2 separate regions of the Triticum aestivum genome follow, and region 2 is linked to region 1. The links are chromatin contacts, called in public Hi-C maps. All regions are on one chromosome and are shown on one strand. Each heading gives the region's core, a stretch centred on a gene start, on an enhancer-like site or on the middle of the called end of the contact. The rest is flanking DNA. Distances are from core to core; before and after follow the strand shown. Region 1 holds the start of LOC123110516. Region 2 holds the start of LOC123110518 (syntaxin-51).

Region 1 (6,952 bases), core at 2,508-5,007:
ATACGACTACTCACAAGTTTCTCTTGTTCAGATGATCTCCCAGCAAAACAGCTTTTCTTGATACGTTTGATAGCAACATCACTTCCTCGCCATTTTCCATGGTAAACAGTTCCAAACGTGCCAGATCCCAGTTCACGTAGCTCCTCGAGGTCAGCATTTCTTATGATCTGACCATACAAAAGTCGGAACAATCAAATGCTGTTATGACTTGCTTATTATAAACAAATCCACTATGGATATGATCTTTTTATGAAACAAATAGACATCTTAGCTGAAAGAAAACTATAATTACTAAACAAATTTAGAGTGCTAGAACTGCACCTGCAAGCCATACATGCTGGCTTCAAGTTCGGCAATCTCAGCATCACTAATGGTGCCATCTGCAGCTGCTTTATCACCATGGTCCTAACATTTGGAATGAAAAACAAAATATGCTCAACCATTCCGTAGGCATGAATAGCATGCTAAATATATAGGATAGGTTATACCTCATTAGCTAACTCTGGCCCATCGCTCTTAGCATCATCATCCTTATCTGATGAAATAATTGCATGGTGCTGCTCTTCAGCTGCCATTTCAACCTGAGGAATTGGTCTGGATGACGGAATGCCAGAAGGCAAATTATCAGTCACATCCTCAACTATAGCACGTGCCTCCATTTGAAAATTATTATGCATTCTGCCCTTCAGATTCATGTCCTCATTATTGATGGTTGCACGATCAAATTCAATTACTCCTACATCACTGCAGATGATATTGTGCTGATTAAAAACAGGAACATCTCTCTGTTTAAGACCATCCTTGAAGGTGCCATTGCCAAACATGTTTCCAGTCAGATCAGCATTACTTAGTCCAATAGGCGAAGAGGTAGCCAAACCAGAGCTGTGCACCAATAACTGGTCGAAATTTTCATTTTGATACACAGGGGATGCTCCATTTGCCACTGATCTTTGTGGCGCAAAAGCTTCAAAAGGGTCAATATGCAACAGTATATGGGGTCCAGGAGCAACTTTATCATTACCATGCACACAGCCAGCTGTTCCATAATCTGTAGAGACACGCCCTGAGTTCATTTTCTCTACATGAGACCCACAATCTGAATTCGCTGTTTGAGATCCATTAGGGCATCCATGAAGAAAGCGTGAATGAGAATTATCAGTAGCATGCATTGACGTCAAACCTGAGCTTTCTAGAGCATCTAACTCACCTGAGGACAACCTTGCACCACGTGTGTGGTGCAAAGTGAACCTTGTGTCAACAAAAGTGCACTGGGGAGCAACACTTGGACCGGCACTGTTCTCCGGATGATAAATCTTCCTCTGTTGAACAACAGGACCACTATCATGACCTGTTTGCACCATATTACTAGACAAACTGTCTTGTTGGTAATATACAGCTGCCTCAAAACTGGCTCCACCAGGAACTCCTTGATCATACCGCTGGTCGGTATGACTAGAAACAAGGTAATTTGGTTCATCCATACGAGTAATCTCAGGTGGCTTAGCACATAGAAGATCTGGCCTAGCCCCGCTTATTGTTCTCTCCAGCGCATTAGCTTGACACATTGTCTGGGAAAATGAAGGGGGTATGTAGGAATCAAAAGTTAAAGACAAATTGGATGCAGGTTGTTCAGTGCGATCATTTAGCAAAGGATCAGAAAAGGCATGCGGCATGCCATGAATTTGACCAGTGTATTCATGCATACCAGATAGCCAACTAGCAGCTTCCGGATGCACGCACACCTTTTCAGAATAGAAGGGCATTTCCATTGGAGTAGACTTATCATAGTTTGTATGTGAACTCACGTAACTCTCGTTTCGAGGTATACCCAAATCTTTTGCCTGCCTTTGAATTTGAATATTGTGCATGGTTGATCCAATTCCAACACCTGTGTCTGCATCGCTTTGAGTCTTATCTTGATGGTCTGGAAGCATGGCTTTCAAATGTGATCCATTGCTAACTTCATATTTGTGTTCATGTTCTTGATTCGTTGTTAGTTTGTCTGCAGACATCCGCAGCCTAGACTGATTCAAAGACATCCTCTGTCGATTTAAGCCTGGGGAGGAAGTTGCTGCTGACTCAGCCACCATTTGTTGTGAGTATGGAGCAAGAAAAAACTGAGAGGAAGACTCATTTAAGGCTGTTCCAGCCAAAGCTTTACCTCCACTTTCTATATCTGTTTGACATGCAGTTGAGTCTCTGCAGGGGAGTAGGGAACTATCCAACTGTTGGCTCAACTGGCTCACCAAACTGTTGCCGCTGGTGCTCTGCTCCAGTTGTGAGAGATTGTTCACAGCAACAACAAAATGATATTCTGGCTCACTTTCTAAACTTCTTGCACTTAACGATGTCTCCTCACAATCATTTGGGGAGACAAGAAATATCCGAAGTCTCGGTGAGCCATTGGCCTTTTCAAGACTGTAGTATTCTTCCATCATATTCTGAAGATCCTCTTCACATGAAAGAGAAATCAGAGCATCAAGGTCCTCATCAGGAAGCTGATACTTGATGGTATGAGGCTGGTTGTAGAGCGAGAGGGTTTTATGCACAAGTTCCTTCCATGAGAAGTTTCTGGGTATCGATATGAGACGTGTTTCCCCACCTACATATCTGAGCACCCCATCACTAGGCCTAGGCAGGATTTTCCCACCAAAGCTACACATGAACTTGACTTTTCCAGCATGTGGGCTTTCGCAGGGAGACGACATATCTTGTAGATTGTCACTTGAATGCTCAGCTGGTTTGAGTCCATTCTCAGAGCGTATGGTCCTCGTACGCACCAAATTTGCCGGATCCATATCATATTTCAGAGGCAAACTGGCAGTAAGGTTGCCGGAGTCAAACCTGCCAAGACCAAGAATCGTGGTGAGATCCTGATAGACCACATTCAAGTTCTTGTGGTTATTGGGCCCAACTTGGCTGTTCATCTGAAGCAACACGGAGCAATGGTGGTTTTGCTGGAAGCTCCTCCTCCTTGTCCTTGAACAGTGCAGGACTGGAGCTAATTGCTATATCTTGAAACACCGAACTATTCATTCATCTCTTCTCTTTAAGACAAAAGCAGTGGTTTCCCCTAATGTAGACCCTGGCTCCGCTCCTTCTCGAGCAAAGCGTAGCTGCCATGAATAAGAAAACACGGTGAACATCTGTGATCTCTCTACCATCCCCGCAACAAAACAGACAAAGAGAGGTCGAAACGAACTGAAAAAAAAATCTCGCTGTGTACAATGTTCATAGGCGATCGGTATTGCGAGCCGAAGAAGAATTAATGATCAAATTAGCTCATCAGTTGGATTCGACTGGTCAGAGCCACACACAAAAAAATCCCGAAAAGATCCTACCGACAACAGTACAGACCAGGACGAAGCGTACCGCTCCTATGAAAACCAAATCAAGCTAGGGTTCCTCACCTGAGGGTTCAATCAGCGCGGGACCGCCTCGCCGCCGAGCGAGCGCGCCGGCGGCCGAGCAAGGGGGGCCCGCCCCGCCTCGCCTCGCCGGCGGTGAGGTCGGCGCGGCAAATGGGACGGGGACGCCGGCGCCGATCTCGCCGACGGGGCGGGCCCAAGCGCATTAGCGGATTGGCGCCGCGCGGGGGAGGATCAAATCGCCTGGGAATTTGGTGGTGGGAGGGAGGAAAGGGTGGGGACTGGGGAGGGAGAGAGGAACGCGGCAGCAGAACGAAACGGAACGAACGCCAAATAGGACACGGGGAAGGGGATGGAAAGTGGGTTCGTTCCCGGTTGCGCCCGATGCGGGCGTGTTGTGCTCGGCTGGATGGATTTGCCGGCGGGGCCAGGTAATGTGATGTGTCTGTCTCTCTAGGTCGGCTGTTGGATCGTTGCCTGGCTGGCTTCGCACTGCAACAAGGACGTGCGTTCGAAGGAACTGCCGCCAAAAGAAGCGTGCGTCGAAGGAGAGAGAAGTAAAGGAAGAAGAATTTGCCTTCTCTTTAACTATAATAAGGTTAAGAAATGGGTCTATTGTCAAAGATGAAGACTGCCGACCCTTGGCCAAAACCGACAGAAACGTTGTCTTTTTCGTTTAGAAGAAGAAATATAACTATGTATGACCCGTTAGAATTACGGTAATGTTATCTGACGAACGTCAGCTGTGAGGGGATGGCAAGCGAACACCTTTTCTTGTTAGCTTTAGTTGATTCGCGAGATTAAACGGTGGTGGTTTTAAACGAAAATGCTTTCTTCCGAAGAAACTGTCATATTGTTTTGAAGTTGTCATTCCCTCGCATCTAAAACTGCCAATGAAATCGTTCGAAATGCCACTCCTTCCCAGCGAACGTTCGCGAGCTAAGAGGGTCCTAGATTACACGTCGGCCACTCCTGGGTGACCACTAGGCTCGCCCCATCGATCATCGACGGCGTTGATATCACTCGAGGAACCGGCCGGGATCTGGGCGACGTCCCAAAAACAAGATGAGGCATTCAACTGTTGCGGAGAAGGGACAATCCTTTCATAGGTGGGTTGCACTTTCCGAGGTCTTGTGCACATGCGGCAAAAAAGATCCTATGGCCCACGTCACGCACACAACCAAGAGAATAATTTGCACTTTGGCTCTGTCTTAGTCTTCCGGATCTTGGACGTGGCAACTTTGGGGAATGGGCTCTAGAATCAGGCCTGGTAGGCCGAGTTGGATGAGTATACCCCGGAGAAAGTCCGGAGCTAGGGATGGAGTCGGGGGTACTGGGGTCAAGGGCTGGTATTTTTAAACTTGATATTCATAGTTTTTTTTCTACTATGGTTATCACTTCAACTTGCCTACTAATCACTAATAATTGCACAAATGTGTAGATCTCCTTGTCTTAATGTTTTTTTGCAGATAGAACCCTAATATGTAGAAAACAAGGCCACATTTGGAAAGTACTTGAAGAGAGGAACAAATCCATATAAAGAAGTTCGACAGAGGCGTCTCTAAAAGATAGAGCAAAAATGTGATACGAGCAGGCATGCTCATACAAACAATCATACCACCCGGAATCGACTCCAAGAAGTCAAATTAAGCACACGATGTGCCCCTGAAACCTATTACAGATGTCTGCGCTATATAAAGAAGAGGAAGAACTCCAGTTGACCTCTTTGACTCTTCATCAACTCCATCGCCCTGCGTGATACATGGTCAAAGCCCGGAGAAAGAGCAACAACACTAAAGAAAGTGTTAGCGCATTGGACCCGAAATCCAACTAGCTGACTAAGCTGATAAAGGAAAAACATAATATAATAGAGAAATATTAGTTCTGACTGGTTGGTAAAAGGACTTTAAATCCTTTGGACAAAAGGACTAGAAATCCATTGAATGCTAGTGGTTCGATTCCACAATAGAACAAAGAATGAAATGAATGAATGAAAGCCATGAGCCCATGACCATGCCTCCAGTAGGACGAACGAGGAATCGGTTTTGGGGCTCCTGGTTCATGGGATCCTGACCACAATGGGGAGATTAGATACTCCCTCCGTCCCAAAATAAGTGTCTCAAGCTTAGTATAACTTTTTAGTAAAGTTAGTATAAAATTAAGACGCTTATTTTGAGATGGAGGGAGTATGATTCTTCAATAAGTCCATCCAATGGAGATAGATTGAGGAGAAAACCAAAGATAAAGATGGACAATATCTGAATCAAATAAAAAAAACCCAGCTATTTCATCAAATCCTAATTGTGTAGGTATGAAGTAGAAAAATCCGTTCTGCACCGCCATAGCAGTCATCTCCGGGCAATAGCCACCATCTCCATTTCCCACTAGATCATACTTGTACTTGAAATTCCATCACAATCGGTCATATTGTATGACGGTTAATTATTCTCGCTTATAAGGGAAATTAAAACTACTGATCACGATGAGCGCTAACTTCAAAACAGAGTATGAAACAACACGTACTTTTATGGTTTGAGAGTTCCACCTCTACTTGCTACTCGTTCTTTTCCAAAAATATATATTTTTTGCAAAATTTATTTCCAACCTTTTGTTGTTTTATTTTTTCTTTTCTTTCTCTTTCTATAAGCTAACTGAACAAAAAATATCTAACATCTAGGGTTGAAGACCTACATTTTGCAAATCAACACTAGTGGTGTGGAAAAACATATAGTCACCAGAAAGTTACAAGTATGGTAAAACTCAACCTAATTTATACAACTAATAAAAATACCAAAATGTCCCAGTATGATCATTCATCATTAAGACAAACTAAACATCAGATAAGTAATTCCTCTCTTACTCATAGATAGCTAACATTGCAATTTATTATGTAAAATTGAAAATAAACTAACACTAAAAGTAAACTAACTTGATTTGCAGAAAGTAAACATGCAAAAAAAACATTAGGGATACAAGGTTTCTCATGATCTCCCCCAAGCTTACAATAAAGCCAATGGGATCCTAATACCTAAGGCCTTCTTTGGTTGATAGGATAGGAATAGTATAGAATAGGAAAATCTTAGGAAGTGAGATGACATGCATCTCATTTCCTATAGGGAAAGATATGTCATTTGATGCATAGGACATGCATTTTTTCATTGAGTCTAGGCTATTTTTTCCCCTTTAAAATGTGGAGGATTGATTCCTATCCTACATAGGAATAGGAATCCATTCTTTTTTTCCTTTTGAGATGCAAAATTGATTCCTATCCTACATAGGAATAGGAATCCATTCCTGCAAACCAAAAGGCCCCAAAAGATTTTTTTTCCTACAAACTTCCTATCCTTTAGAATTCCTACAAAATTCAAGTTCCTATCCTTTAGAATTCCTACAAAATACCTATGAAAGGAGGCCTAAGTTTCCTTAGGCTTAGATGGTGATCTTCCTTCTTCTTATCTGCAGGCTTTTGGCCATTCTTCTAGTTTCATGCAATGGCCATGCCCAATCGAGAATCACGCAAACATCTCCATAATCTCCCCTTGTTGTTGGGAGACAACTTTTATGAGAAATGTTGTGTTTCCTCA
Region 2 (6,952 bases), core at 1,601-4,100, 380 kb before region 1:
GGGTCTAAATTTACTTGTTTAATTATCTCCATTCAATTAAGCCATCTCCATTTACTTTGTCTAGAATCTCATCTTATCTGCTAGATGAGTTGGTTAATTGTTAGCAGCCTACTACTTACGCCTTGTTATCTTTTCGGCAAGCAATTAAATAAGAAGCCTCTTGCCCCTAATTTACTTGTCCTATCCCCATCCCCTATTTTAGCCTTGTGCCCCAATCGACCAGGGTTGCCATCAAGGCACTTGAGCGTCGGAGGCCAAGGCCTAGTTCTCCGGCAGCTCCCAACTATGAGGTTCTACTAGCAACACATTTGACACAGAACTTGTATGAACCAGCATGGCAGCCTCTTCCCTATACTGCACACATCATTATAATGATTCTTTGACTGTGCGAAGGGCAGAATTCACTAGACTATTCTTATACCAGCCAACGCTGCTGACGCAAGACATAAGGTAAACCATAGATGAATTTTGATTCTAAGGATATATCAAACATGCAACAATGGATTACTTAACAGTCCATACAAATTCTCTGATATTATACTGTCCTATGTTCCTTTGTAACTTCCAAAACAAAATTTCAAGATTTCCGAGTCAACAAATATTGCAGTAATGTAAGAACTCTAGTGATCTTCAGTATACATTATATAAAGATGAAAGTAGTCAAAACATACAGTGACTTTGGCGGAATCCTGGACAACAATGTCACCAAGCTATCCAGTCTAGTCCCAAGAATGGTTATTTTTCTCCGGATGGCTGATGTGTGGCGCATAATTTCGGGGCCTGATTGTGGAAGTGAACTTCTATCGGCAATCATGGAACTTATATCATCAACAAGCTTAGATGCTTCAGTGTACTCTTTCATCCATGGGTCCGAAGATGATGCCATTTCTGGTTCATTCAAAATAGTATTAGCATAACTGTCAAGTAAGAACCAAAAACTATGGCAGGATACAAAGCTTTAGCAGGATAGATACATATAAACAAGCGCAAGGTAATATCACAACTCGGTTATCGTGCAATATCATAATTAAAAATGGGGAGTTGACCGGTTGATCCCAAACTAAGATTGACCAGCATGCAGGAATATATTGCTCCTACTAAACAAACTCCTAACCATGGGACCCTAAATGGACAGCAAGATTGCTGAAGGTTTAGTATGGTGTGTCCAAAACTTATCTTTGCAGATTTCTGCCATAAATAACACCAAACATAGGGTATGTATCACCTCTGGAAGGTTACGTTTAGGCAGGACAGGTCCGACCAGTCTGGCAATATTTCAATTCTAACTTGGTTCCATCAAAATAGCCCCAGAAGCAAACTGGTTCTTCTTTATTACTCCTACTATGCAAGTTGCATAATTGTCTACAAATGGGTTTTCTCAATCCCCTTTCATTGTCAGTTTGCTTTGACATGGTTCCATTAATGACATGAAAACTGGAAAGGGAAAAGATCCACACGAAGTTTATCCATTTGCAAGCATCAAGATATAAGATGCAGGAGCAGGAGTATAGGAGGAGGACAATGTCCTCTTCAGCAGCAGAGCAGAAGACGGTGCGATTGCAGAAACATGTAGATTGAGAAGTCTGTGTAAGCTAAAAAGCTAGCAAACTGGTTCCATCAAATTAGCCCCCAGAAGCAAACTAGTTCTTCTTTATTACTCCCTCCATCCCAAAATAAGTGTCTTGAGCTTAGTACAAATTTGTACTAGAGCTAGTACAAAGTTGAGACACTTATTTTGGGATGGAGGGAGTACTATGCAAGTTGTATAATTATCCACAAATGGGTTTCCTCAGATCCCCTTTCATATTTCACTTTGCTGCAACATGGTTCCATGAATGACATGAAAACTGGAAACGGAAAAGATTCACACAAAGTTTGTCCATTTGCAAGCATCAAGAGATAAGATGCAGGAGCAGGGGTATAGGAGGAGGACGAAGTCCTCGTTGGCAGCAGAGCAGAAGACAGTGCAAATGCAGAAACATGTAGATTGAGAAGGGTGTGCAAGCTAAAAAGCTAGCAAATGCATGTGCGTCAGAGTCAACTAGTGGCGCTGTCAAAATGTCCCTTTACAAATAAGGTGATTGTGCCTGGAAGTAAACAGCCCAAACGATCAACTGTGATTGGGCAAGAACAAAGTTTCAGCAGATAACAAGCAGGCTCGTAATTTTGCTAACTCCTTGTACAAACTTGATTCGTGTTAATTAATGCAGATTTGGTACTGCAGCTGCTTGTGCAAAGTTGTTTTGTATGTTCCCTTGGATCCTTAATTCCTTGTGGAAGCTGAAACTTTTCTCTTGCCCAATCAGAAGAGAACATGCAAGCTGGCTTAAGGTGAGTGTTTTTTCTACAAGTTGGTCCATCAAGTTTCTAATACAGCACCTACGCCCCTACTTCATACAGATGATACCATTCAGGAACAAAAAGGAAAGATCAATCCACTATCAATTTCTAAGCTCTGAATCTCTAATTCTCTCTTCCTCTCCTGCCTGATACATCTATCCCTCTCAATTTCAACTCTCTCGCCCGCCGCATCATGAGAAATCACGAACTTACCCACCCTAAGAACCTGACACGGCGCACACAACAGAACCCTAGAAATTAAGAGAAGGGTGGGAGAAGGAAGAGGAGGGGGCGGGGCGGGGGGGGGGGGGGGGGGGGATCTTACCGGCGAGAAGCCTGCTGTGGCCGCCGACGTCGCCTCCGGGGTCGCTGCCGCGTGAGAGAGGGAGAGGGGAATTCGCCACGCGCGAGAGGAGAGGAGAGTAGCCGATTGATTGTGAGGCCCCAGCGATCAGCGAAAGGGGGAAAGAGAAACAGGCGAAATGCAGACTGTTTTTTATTCTTCAGAGAGATATAAACGACAGGCTCCGATACATCAGTTTTGGGCCAGCTCACGCCTAATCTGCCACCGGGCCCTTCCGCCGGTGGGGTCCACTCGACGGACAACTCCATTGCAGATTTCGGACTTCTTTCCGTCACGGCAACTGCACCAAACCTCCCTGGATCTGATGGTCAGAACATTTTTATCCATCCATCGCAGATCATCAAATGCTTGCGGACATGGGCGGATGTCTGAAATCACACAATCCAACATGAAAGCTAGGGAAACTTTGGAATAGTTCAGACACACCAACTCAGTCTCGGACCCACCACATCCAAATATTTTTGCTCTCCGCCCTTCTCTCTTCTCTCTCACTTGAACGAGGGTTCATATTTGATGGATATGGTTGGATGGTCGGCAGCTGTTCGCGGACACGTCCAGACGTGTCCACCCAACATTCGTTGACCATATTTGATGACTTCACTTGGAGATGCTCACACCACCGTTGAGGCGGCAGTGGTGGGAACACAATACTCCTGCTTCACAACGTCGCCCGCCTTCGTCCACTTCTGAATTACCAACTCCATTCCACCTTCCATCCCTTATTGCTCTGGGTGAAGAGGATGGAATGTTGATATAGATAGTTGTAAGGGCATATTTTCACCCTATGTGGTTTTGGTGATTGATGACAATGCATTTTCGGACTAATCGTGTGCATTGAGCATTCCAGATATCTCATGTTTAGGCACAAGATGATTCGTTGCCCCTGGGAGCTTAGTGAAGACGGCGTTTCTCTATGTTTCTTTTTGGTGGATTTGAGTCGTAGGAAAGCCGTACTATTAAGAGGGGGTCTGCTTTGGAAAGGTTAATGTGGAATAAACACGTACACGTCTATTCCTTTGCACCACCTTTCCTTTGCCTCTTTGGAGCACCGACCGTTTATCCGTGTCTTTGCAAAATGAAGGACTCCTAGTGTTATTGAGATGTGGCATGCGGTAGTACTGCTCAAGGGAGCAGTAGTACCACAAAGGCCCACGGTAGTACCGACCAGGGACGCGGTAGTACCGCGCTTTGCGGTAGTACCACTCCCGGGCGCGGTAGTATCATGGCGTCGGGCCCAGCACAGCAACACGGGCGAAAGTAGGGGCGGATGTAATTTTTTACATCCGCGCCCTACACGGTAGTACCGCTCCCTGTATGTGGTAGTACCGTGTCGGATTTTTGCACAGATCGAAACTCAGCGAAAGTAGCCACAGATGTATTTTTATTCGTCCATGCCTTCCCAGCCCAAACAAACCCTGCCTTGCAGTAGTACCGCAAGGGCGAGTGGTAGTACCGCTCCGGCGGTTCTACCGCTCTTTACTTCAACGCAACAGGGTTGGTCTGGCTCCTGTCGCACAAGCGGTAGTACCGTAGTGCCTCACTATAGTACCGCAGGCCCTTGCGGTAGTACCGCATGTCTGGTGCGGTAGTACCGCATGTCGCGAGCTGGATAAGTGGGTAACGGTTGGATTTGTCCTATCACTATATAAGGCGGGTCTTCTTCTCCGAGTTGACCACCTCTTCCATCCGTAAGCTCCATTGTTGCTTTAAGCTCCATTTTCGCCAGATCTCTCTCCCTAGCCAATCAAACTTGTTGATTCTCCAGGGATTGGTTGAGAAGGCCTCGATCTACACTTTCGCCAAGAGAAATTTGATTCCCCCCACTAATCCCTTGCGGATCTTGTTACTCGTGGGTGTTTGAGCACCCTAGATGGTTGAGGTCACCGCGGAGCCATAGTCCATTGTGGCGAAGCTTCGTGGTGTCGTTGGGAGCCTCCAATTAAGTTGTGGAGATTGCCCCAACCTTGTTTGTAAAGGTTCGATCGCCGCCTCCAAGGGCACCAATAGTGGAATCACGGCATCTCGCATTGTGTGAGGGCTTGAGGAGAATACAGTGGCCCTAGTGGCTTCTTAGGGAGCATTGTAACTCCACAACGCTCCAACGGAGACGTACTTCCCCTCAAAGGGAAGGAACTTCGATAACACATCCTCGTCTCCATCGACTCCATTTTTGTTTATCTCTCACCTTTACTTGTGCAAGCTTATATTGTGTTCTATCCCTTGCTTGCTTGTGTGTGTTGGGGAACGTAATAATTTCAAAATTTTCCTATGCACACACAGGATCATGGTGATACATAGCAACGAGAGGGGAGAGTGTGTCCATGTACCCTCGTAGACCGAAAGCGAAAGCGTTAGCACAACGCGGTTGATGTAGTCGTACGTCTTCACGATCCGACCGATCCAAGTACCGAACGTACGGCACCTCCGAGTTCAGCACACGTTCAGCTCGATGACGTCCCTCGAACTCCGATCCAGCCGAGCTTTGAGGGAGAGTTCCGTCAGCATGATGGCGTGGTGGCGATGATGATGTTCTACCGATGCAGGGCTTCGCCTAAGCACCGCTACGATATTATCGAGGTGGAATATGGCGGAGGGGGGCACCGCACACGGCTAAGAGATCAATGATCAATTGTTGTGTCTATGGGGTGCCCCCCTGCCCCCGTATATAAAGGAGCAAGGGGGGAGGCGGTCGGCCAAGGAGGAGGGCGCGCCAAGGGGGGAGTCCTACTCCCACCGGGAGTAGGACTCCTCCTTTCCTTGTTGGAGTAGGAGAGAAGGAAAGAGGGGGAGAGGGAGAAGGAAAAGGGGGCTGCACCCCTTGTCCAATTCGGACCAGAGGGGCGGTGCGCGCCTCCTTCCTTTTGGCCTCTCTCCTCTATTCCCGTATGGCCCAATAAGGCCCAATACTTATTCCCGGCGAATTCCCGTAACTGATCTCCGGTACTCTGATAATACCCGAATCACTCGAAACCTTTCCGATGTCCGAATATAGTCGTCCAATATATCGATCTTTACGTCTCGACCATTTCGAGACTCCTCGTCATGTCCCCGATCTCATCCGGACTCCGAACTACTTCGGCACATCAAAACATATAAACTCATAATATATCTGTCATCGAAACTTTAAGCATGCAGACCCTACGGGTTCGAGAACTATGTAGACATGACCGAGACACGTCTCCGGTCAATAACCAATAGCGGAACCTGGATACTCATATTGGTTCCCACATATTCTACGAAGATCTTTATCGGTCAGACCGCATAACAACATACGTTGTTCCCTTTGTCATCGGTATGTTACTTGTTCGAGATTCGATCGTCGGTATCTCAATAACTAGTTCAATCTCGTTACCGGCAAGTCTCTTTACTCGTTCTATAATACATCACCCCACAACTAACTCATTAGTTGCAATGCTTGCAAGGCTTTAAGTGATGTGCATTACCGAGTGGGCCGAGAGATACCTCTCCGACAATCGGAGTGACAACTCCTAATCTCGAAATACGCCAACCCAACAAATACCTTCGGAGACACCTGTAGAGCACCTTTATAATCACCCAGTTACGTTGTGATGTTTGGTAGCACACAAAGTGTTAATCTGGTAAATGGGAGTTGCATAATCTCATAGTCATAGGAACATGTATAAGTCATGAAGAAAGCAATAGCAACATATTAAACGATCAAGTGCTAAGCTAACGGAATGGGTCAAGTCAATCAAATGATGTGATCCGTTAATCAAATGACAACTCATGTCTATGGATAGGAAACATAACCATCTTTGATTAACGAGCTAGTCAAGTAGAGGCATACTAGTGACACTATGTTTGTCTATGTATTCACACATGTATTATGTTTCCGGTTAATACAATTCTATCATGAATAATAAACATTTGTCATGAAATAAGGAAACAAATAATAACTTTATTATTGCCTCTAGGGCATATTTCCTTCAGTCTCCCACTTGCACTAGAGTCAATAATCTAGTTCACATCACCATGTGATTTAATACTAACATTCACATCTGCATGTGATTAACACCCATAGTTCACATCGTCATGTGATCAACACCCAAAGGGTTTACTAGAGTCAATAATCAAGTTCACATCGATATGTGATTAACACCCAAAGAGTACGAAGGTGTGATCATGTTTTGCTCGTGAGAGAAGTTTAGTCAACGGGTCTGTCACATTCTGAGCCGTATGTATTTTGCAAAATATTCTATGTTTACAATGCTCTGCACGGAGCTACTC

Evidence for each region. Hi-C and Micro-C count contacts between places; a contact is called where the count stands out from the background.
Region 2: a Hi-C map of leaf shows a contact between it and region 1, with 10 times the contacts expected there. The contact joins the promoter of LOC123110518 here to the promoter of LOC123110516 in region 1. A contact is called at or near these places in 2 of 5 Hi-C or Micro-C datasets (both in leaf).

The regions. Positions count from the first base shown.
Region 1 is chr5B:80,188,974-80,195,925 of IWGSC CS RefSeq v2.1, reverse strand. LOC123110516 reads right to left here and starts at 3,757. Exons shown (of 8, transcript XR_006453447.1): 1 at 3,411-3,757; 2 at 489-3,116; 3 at 322-405; 4 at 15-167.
Region 2 is chr5B:80,569,109-80,576,060 of IWGSC CS RefSeq v2.1, reverse strand. LOC123110518 (syntaxin-51) reads right to left here and starts at 2,850. Exons shown (of 7, transcript XM_044531057.1): 1 at 2,666-2,850; 2 at 672-888. The coding sequence starts at 886.